2 separate regions of the Sus scrofa genome follow, and region 1 is linked to region 2. The links are chromatin contacts, called in public HiChIP or PLAC-seq maps. All regions are on one chromosome and are shown on one strand. Each heading gives the region's core, a stretch centred on a gene start, on an enhancer-like site or on the middle of the called end of the contact. The rest is flanking DNA. Distances are from core to core; before and after follow the strand shown. Region 1 overlaps SVIL (supervillin). Region 2 has its middle 110 kb from the start of MAP3K8.

Evidence for each region. HiChIP or PLAC-seq counts read pairs in DNA pulled down with a chosen protein or histone mark.
Region 1: an H3K27ac HiChIP or PLAC-seq map of alveolar macrophages shows a contact between it and region 2. The contact joins two enhancer-like sites. A contact is called at or near these places in 1 of 47 Hi-C or Micro-C datasets (embryonic fibroblasts) and 1 of 2 datasets of contacts at active chromatin or transcription factors (alveolar macrophages).

The regions. Positions count from the first base shown.
Region 1 is chr10:41,258,955-41,262,131 of Sscrofa11.1, reverse strand. All of the region lies in intron 3 of SVIL (supervillin), which reads right to left. Among named protein-coding and RNA genes, the nearest start is that of SVIL, 84 kb to the right of the region's middle. Within about 2 kb of position 1,456, at least 1 of the 83 cell types and tissues checked has an H3K27ac peak or open chromatin away from gene starts, as enhancers often do. A contact at or near this core is called in alveolar macrophages, where this site is marked.
Region 2 is chr10:40,631,599-40,634,676 of Sscrofa11.1, reverse strand. No RefSeq gene overlaps it. Among named protein-coding and RNA genes, the nearest start is that of MAP3K8, 110 kb to the left of the region's middle. Within about 2 kb of position 1,571, at least 13 of the 83 cell types and tissues checked have an H3K27ac peak or open chromatin away from gene starts, as enhancers often do. A contact at or near this core is called in alveolar macrophages, where this site is marked.

The sequences.
Region 1 (3,177 bases), core at 207-2,706, 630 kb before region 2:
CTGTGCATGGACACTTAGTTTGCTTCCATGCCTTCCTTGGCTATTGTAAATTGTGCTGCTATGAACACTGAGGCGCAGGGATCTTTCCAAATTAGAGTTTTTATCTTTTCTAGATAAATGTTCAATCATATAGTAACTCTATTTTCAGTGCTTAGAGGAACCTCCATACTGTTCTCCATAGTGGTTGCACCAACTTACATTCCCACCAACAGTGTAGGGGGTTCCCTTTTCTCCATACTCTCTCCAGCTCAGATGAAGATTTTTAAACAATTTTAACTAATTTTGCAAAAGCATGCGAATGAAATCCTTCTCTCAGCTTCTTCCCAATCAAAACATCAAAGAAAATCAAAACCATCAGAGGACAAAGCATGAGGCCCCTTCTCTGGACCCCAGCCTAGCAATTCCCTCCTGCCCCACTTAACCTACAATAGGCAGCTCCTCAGATGCAGGACTTATACCTGTAAAGCATTGGCTCTAAGGAGGAGGTGGCCTTCAAACCCCACCACCATGGAGTAGTTCCGCCAAGCAAGAAGGGACCCAGGAGCAATTTCCCCCAGGGTGTGGCTCAGCAGAACCTTAGGCACAGGTGCCTCACTGCCTCCCCGCCCTCATTCGCATCCCTCCTCAACCCACTCAGGTCTGGAGTCCTCATGGCTGAACTCCTCTCAAGGTCATGGACATCTGCCTTGGCGATTCCAGCAGACACTTCATCCTCCAATCACTGACCTCTCAGTCCCACCAGCTCTGTGGTTCCTCCCTCCTTCCAAAATCAGGGGCCTGGTGCTCTCCCATTTCCTGCCTCCCTGGCTGGCTGCCAGGAATAGACATGCTCCACAGCAGTGACTGAGGCCACAACAGTGACAATGGCGGATCCTTAACCCACCAAACCACCAATGAACTCTTTTTTCTCTTTTGTCTTTTTAGGGCCATGTCTTATGGAGGTTCCCAGGCTAGAGGTCGAATCGGAGCTATAGGCACCAGCCTACTCCACAGCCATAGCAACACCAGATCCAAGTGGATCAACACCAGATCCACTGTAACTCATGGCAATGCTGGATCCTTAATCCACTGAGTGAAGCCAGGGATCGAACTTGCATCCTCAGGGATACTAGTCAGGTTCACTACTTCTGAGTCACCACGGGAACTCCAAGAACTCCATTTTGGGTTAACTTTTGTATCAAGCATAAGGTTCAGTCCAACTTTATTCTTTGGCGTGTTGACATCCAGTTGTCCTAGACCATTTGTTGAACAGACTGTATGCCAGTGAACTGTCTCGGCTAATTGGATCTGTGACCTACACCACAGCTCATGGCAATGCCAGGTCCTTAATCCACTGAGCAAGGCCAGAGATCAAACCCAAGTCCCTGTGGATACTAGTCATGTTCATTACTGCTGAACCATGATGGGAACTCCCCAGAACCACTGTCTTGATTACTGCAGTTTTGCATATAGTTTTGAAATCAGGAAGGGTGAGTCTTTCAATTCTGCTCTTTTTCAAGACTGATATAGCTCTGCTGAGTCCCTTAAATGTCTATATGAATTTTAGAGTCAGCTTGTCAATTTCTGCCAAGAATCCATCTAAGATTCTGATAGAGACTGAACTGAAACTATGGTTAGGGAGTTACACTGAAACTCAACTGAGAGAGTATCACCATTTCAATAATAGTAAGTCACCTGACTCATGAACACAGGATGTTTTTCCACTTATTTAGGAATTTCTTCAATGTCTTTCAATATTTTGCAGTTTTAAGAGCATGTTTTAAACTTCTTTAATTACATTTACTCCTAAGTACAGGCAGACCTCATTTAACTATACTTCACTTTATGGCACTTCGCAAATATGGCATTTTTTACAAAGAGAAGATTTTTGTGGCAACTCTGCATTGAGCAAGTCTATTGGTGCCATTTTCCCAACAGCATTTGCTCATTTTATGTCTCTGTGTTACATTTGGGTACTTCTAGCAATATTTCAAACTTTTCTAAAATTATTGTTGTATTTGCTATTGCAGTTTGTGACCAGTGATCTTTGTGTGTGTGTGTGTGTGTCTTTTTGCCATTTCTAGGGCCGCTCCCATGGCATATGGAAGTTCCCAGGCTAGGGGTCCAATCAGAGCTATAGCCACCAGCCTGCATTGCCAGAGCCACAGCAATGCAGGATCCGAGCTACGTCTTTGACCTACACCACAGCTCATGGCAATGCCGGATCCTTAACCCGCTGAGCAAGGCCAGGGATCAAACCCGCAACCTCATGGTTCCTAATTAGATTCGCTAACCACTGAGCCACGACGGGAACTCCTGATCAGTGATTCACTACTGCAAAAAGATTACAACTTACTAAAGGCTCAGAGGATAGTCAGCATTTTTTAGCAGTAAAACATTTTAAAATTAAGGCATGTGCATTGTTGTTTTTGACCTAATGTTGTTGCATACTTCATAGACTACAGTGTAAACATAACTTTTATATGCATAGGGAACCCAAAATATTCATGTGACCTGCTTTATCCAGATACTTTATTGCAGGGGTCTGGAAGCAAACCGCAGTATCTCCAAGGTATGCTTGTATTTCATTCGTTTTTGTGCTATCGTGACAGGAATGATTTTCTGAATTTCATCTCACGTTGCTCATTACACGTGTACAGCATTACAATTGATTTTTGTATATTAATCTTGTAGCTAGCAACGCTTCTGAACATGTCTGTTCGTTCTAACAGTTTAGTAGATGCCTTAAGATTTTCCATACCCAAGATCACGTCATCTGCAAATACAGACAGTTTCACTTCTTTCTTTCCAATCCAGAAGCCTTTCATAGTCTTTCCTCACCACCCTGGCTAGACCTCCCAGTGGAATAGAGAACAGATGTGATGAGTATGGGCATCCTTGGCTTGCTCCTGGGGAAAGCAGTCAATCATTCACAATTAAGTACGAGGTTAGCTATGGGGTTTTCACTGATGCTCTTTTTAGGCTGAAGACGTTCTCTCTGATTTCTGGTTTGTTTCTGTATTTTTAAGTTTTGTTGTTGTTGTTTTCAATCTTCAAGAGGTGCTGCAGAGTTCCCATCGTGGCGCAGTGGTTAACGAACCCGACTGGGGACCGTGAGGTTGCAGGTTGAATTCCTGGCCTTGCTCAGTGGGTTAAGGATCCGGCGTTGCCGTGAGCTGTGGTGTAGGTCACAGACGC
Region 2 (3,078 bases), core at 322-2,821:
ACCTGAAGCTGACATGTGCTTATTACTGATAGCTTACCTAGCATCTCACGATGGGGTATCCAGTCTACCAGAGTCAATGGCTTTGTGACGTAACCCAATTGTACGTTAAAAGGAACAGGTGGCCATTTGGCGTGATGGCATGCGGTTTTGTGTCAGGTCTCTGTGACTTGCTTTAACTCCTGCCATTAATTCTCTTGTCGACATGCACGAGGGAAGCTCCTTGGGAAGGAAGGTGGAAGTAATCCCCTGGGAATCACCCTCACTATGGTCACAGCGAGAAACACACCTTGTGCCTTACGGGTGGTAACTGGGTACCCCTCTCCATGTCACACAAAGCAAATTATTATGACCCCCCCCCCCAGCATCTTGCCGTGGTGGTTAATCCCATGCTCGCTATGTACAGGGAACAGTGTTATTCCCTTAATATCTTCTTAATCCTCACTACCCTACTAGATGGGTCGTGCTGTTCTCAGTCCCATTGCGTAGACGAGTTCATGAAGTCTCTGGGAGATTAAATAACTGTTCGAACTTTTGCCAGTGGTAAGTGTTGAGCCAAGAGTTGAAGGCAGGTGGGTGTGGTCAGACGGAGGCCAAGCCCTAAAGGACTGGACTGCCCATCATGATGCATGTGAGGGACTGAAGGGCCAGGCTTTGCTGAGATGATAGTTTCATAAAGATACCAGCGTAGGGAGTTCCCATCGTGGTTCTGCAGTAATGAACCCGATGTATCCATGAAGACATGGGTTCAATCCCTGGCCTTGCTCAGTGGGTTAAGGATCTGGCATTGCAGTGAGCTATGGTGTAGGTCAAAGACGCCACTGGGATCTGGCATTGCTGTGGCTGTGGTGTAGGCTGGCAGCAACAGCTCCAATTCGACCCCTAGCCTTCAAACTTCCATATACCATGGGTGTGGGCCTTAAAAAAAATAAAATAAAATAAAGATACCAACATGGTAGATCATTTGCTCCTCCTGAAAAATGGCCAGAAGAAATCACAGCTCCACAAGGAAATGTTTTACCACCAGGTAAACAGCTTCGGACCAGCAGATGAAATAATTCATGGTCCAGTTAAGTTTTGCGTAAGTTGGCCAGGTCTGTGCCTGTGGTCCGCTCTGGCCACATGCACTGCTTCACAGGCCCTGCACGTGTTTGGCACGTCCCTACTTTCCCTTCCTCGTGCTCTCTCCCCAGACAGAGACGGAAACACCACGTTCTGGGAGGCTCCAAAACATCCTTCTTTTAATGTAAGATATGGACACAATAAGACTGTGCGGAAAGGAGGAGTTCCCTGGTGGCTCGGCAAGTTAAGGAGCTGGCGTTGTCACAGCTGTGGCTTAAGTTCAATCCCTGGCCCAGGAATTTCCACACCCTGCTGATGCGGCCAAAAAAAAAAAAAAAAAAAAAAAAAAAAAAAAACTGTATAGAAAGGTCACGCAAATAACACTGGAATTTAGTAATGTTTCTAAAAATGGAGCTCTGAAAGATTTAATATGCTAAGTCACTGTGACTCCCAGAGTAAAACACAGAGCTGTGGTGGTGGAGGTGTCTTACAGGAAGTGTGAATACAACAAATATAAGAGAACCGCCCAGTTTGGTCTCCAAGGACAAAGCTCTCCCCGTGATGTTGGCTTAGTGTGTGGAGTGAGCAGAGACCTTTGAAAATGGTGTATTCGGTTGTGGGGAAGTTGGAGGGTTACTATTTGAATTTGACCTTGAGGAGGTAGAGAAACCAGAGTCTGTGCTGGACGTGGTTCCACAAGTTGTACTTTCTCAGAAACAGAAAGAACTGGCTTATTTGCTTCTAAGTGCTGGCCTTGACCTTGGCCCTGTGAAAGCATGCGAAGGTCCATCAGGTAGCCTATGATACCTACTTTTAAGGAAATTTGAGCAGTCTGGGAAGACCCAGGTGCATATAAAGATATAATTCTTGGAAACAGCACTGCACGGTGAGGCCAGAGGCTGCCCCGGGTGCCGTGGACCTGGCCTCTGGGGCCAGATGTGCTGGTTAATCATTCAATCTTCTGTACCTCAAATTTTTTTTTTTTTGGTCTTTTTAGGGCTGCACCTGTGGCATATGGAAGTGCCCAGGCTAGGGGTTGAATCAGAGCTGCAGCTGCCAGCCTACCCACAGCCAAGCAACACAGGATCCTTAACTCACTGAGCGAGGCCAGGGATCGAACCTGCATTCTCATGGATCCTAGTCAGATTTGTTACCACTGAGCCAGGACAGGAACTCCCTGTACCTCACTTTTAATTTGTGAAAGGAGAAATCGTCTCCCTCAGGTTGCCTTCAACATTCTCTATAACATAGGATTTCTTTTAGAGTAGCTGCTATTTGAGTTCCTATTGTGGTTCATTGGTAATGAACCTGAGGATGCCGGTTTGAGCCCTGGTCTCACTCAGTGGGTTAAGGATCCAGTGTGGCTGTAAACTGTAGTGTAGGTTGCAGACATGGCTCGAATCCCGTGTTGCTGTCCCTGTGACATAGGCTGGTAGCTGCAACTCCGATTCGACTCCTGGCCTGGGAACCTCCACAGGCCATGGATGCGGCCCTGAAAAGAAAATAAAGAGTAGCTGCTGTGTATTGAACCCTCCCTGGACCAGTACGTGTATCAATAGACCCAGGGACCAAGGGATGTAGCTCCAGCCTTTATTCCCATTTTACGGAGGAGGAAACTGAGGCTCCAGGAGATGAAGGGATTTGCTCTTGTAAGCCCCAGCCCAGATCTGATCGCATGTGAAGCCTCAAACCACTGTGTTGCCCAACTGCTTGGGGACAGTGAGTCATCTGGGTGAAGGAAGGAGGGAGGGTGTCCGGGTGGGGCCAGCAGTCTGGCCAGGATGAGATGTAAGGGGACGAGACGGTCTGGCGGCTCAGGGACAGTGGGCAAGACCGCCCCTGGCTGGAGTGATGGGTTTGCACACTGATCTGTATCAGCGTGCTCCCAGCTCACCTTCCGGCACGTCAAAGGAATACCCACCCCGTACCTGACGCCAGAAGCACCAGAAGCTTAGCGTCCTGTAAGGCAGAGGGTCCCTAAGAGGCTGCCTCTGCTGGGAGACATGGCACCAAACTAGT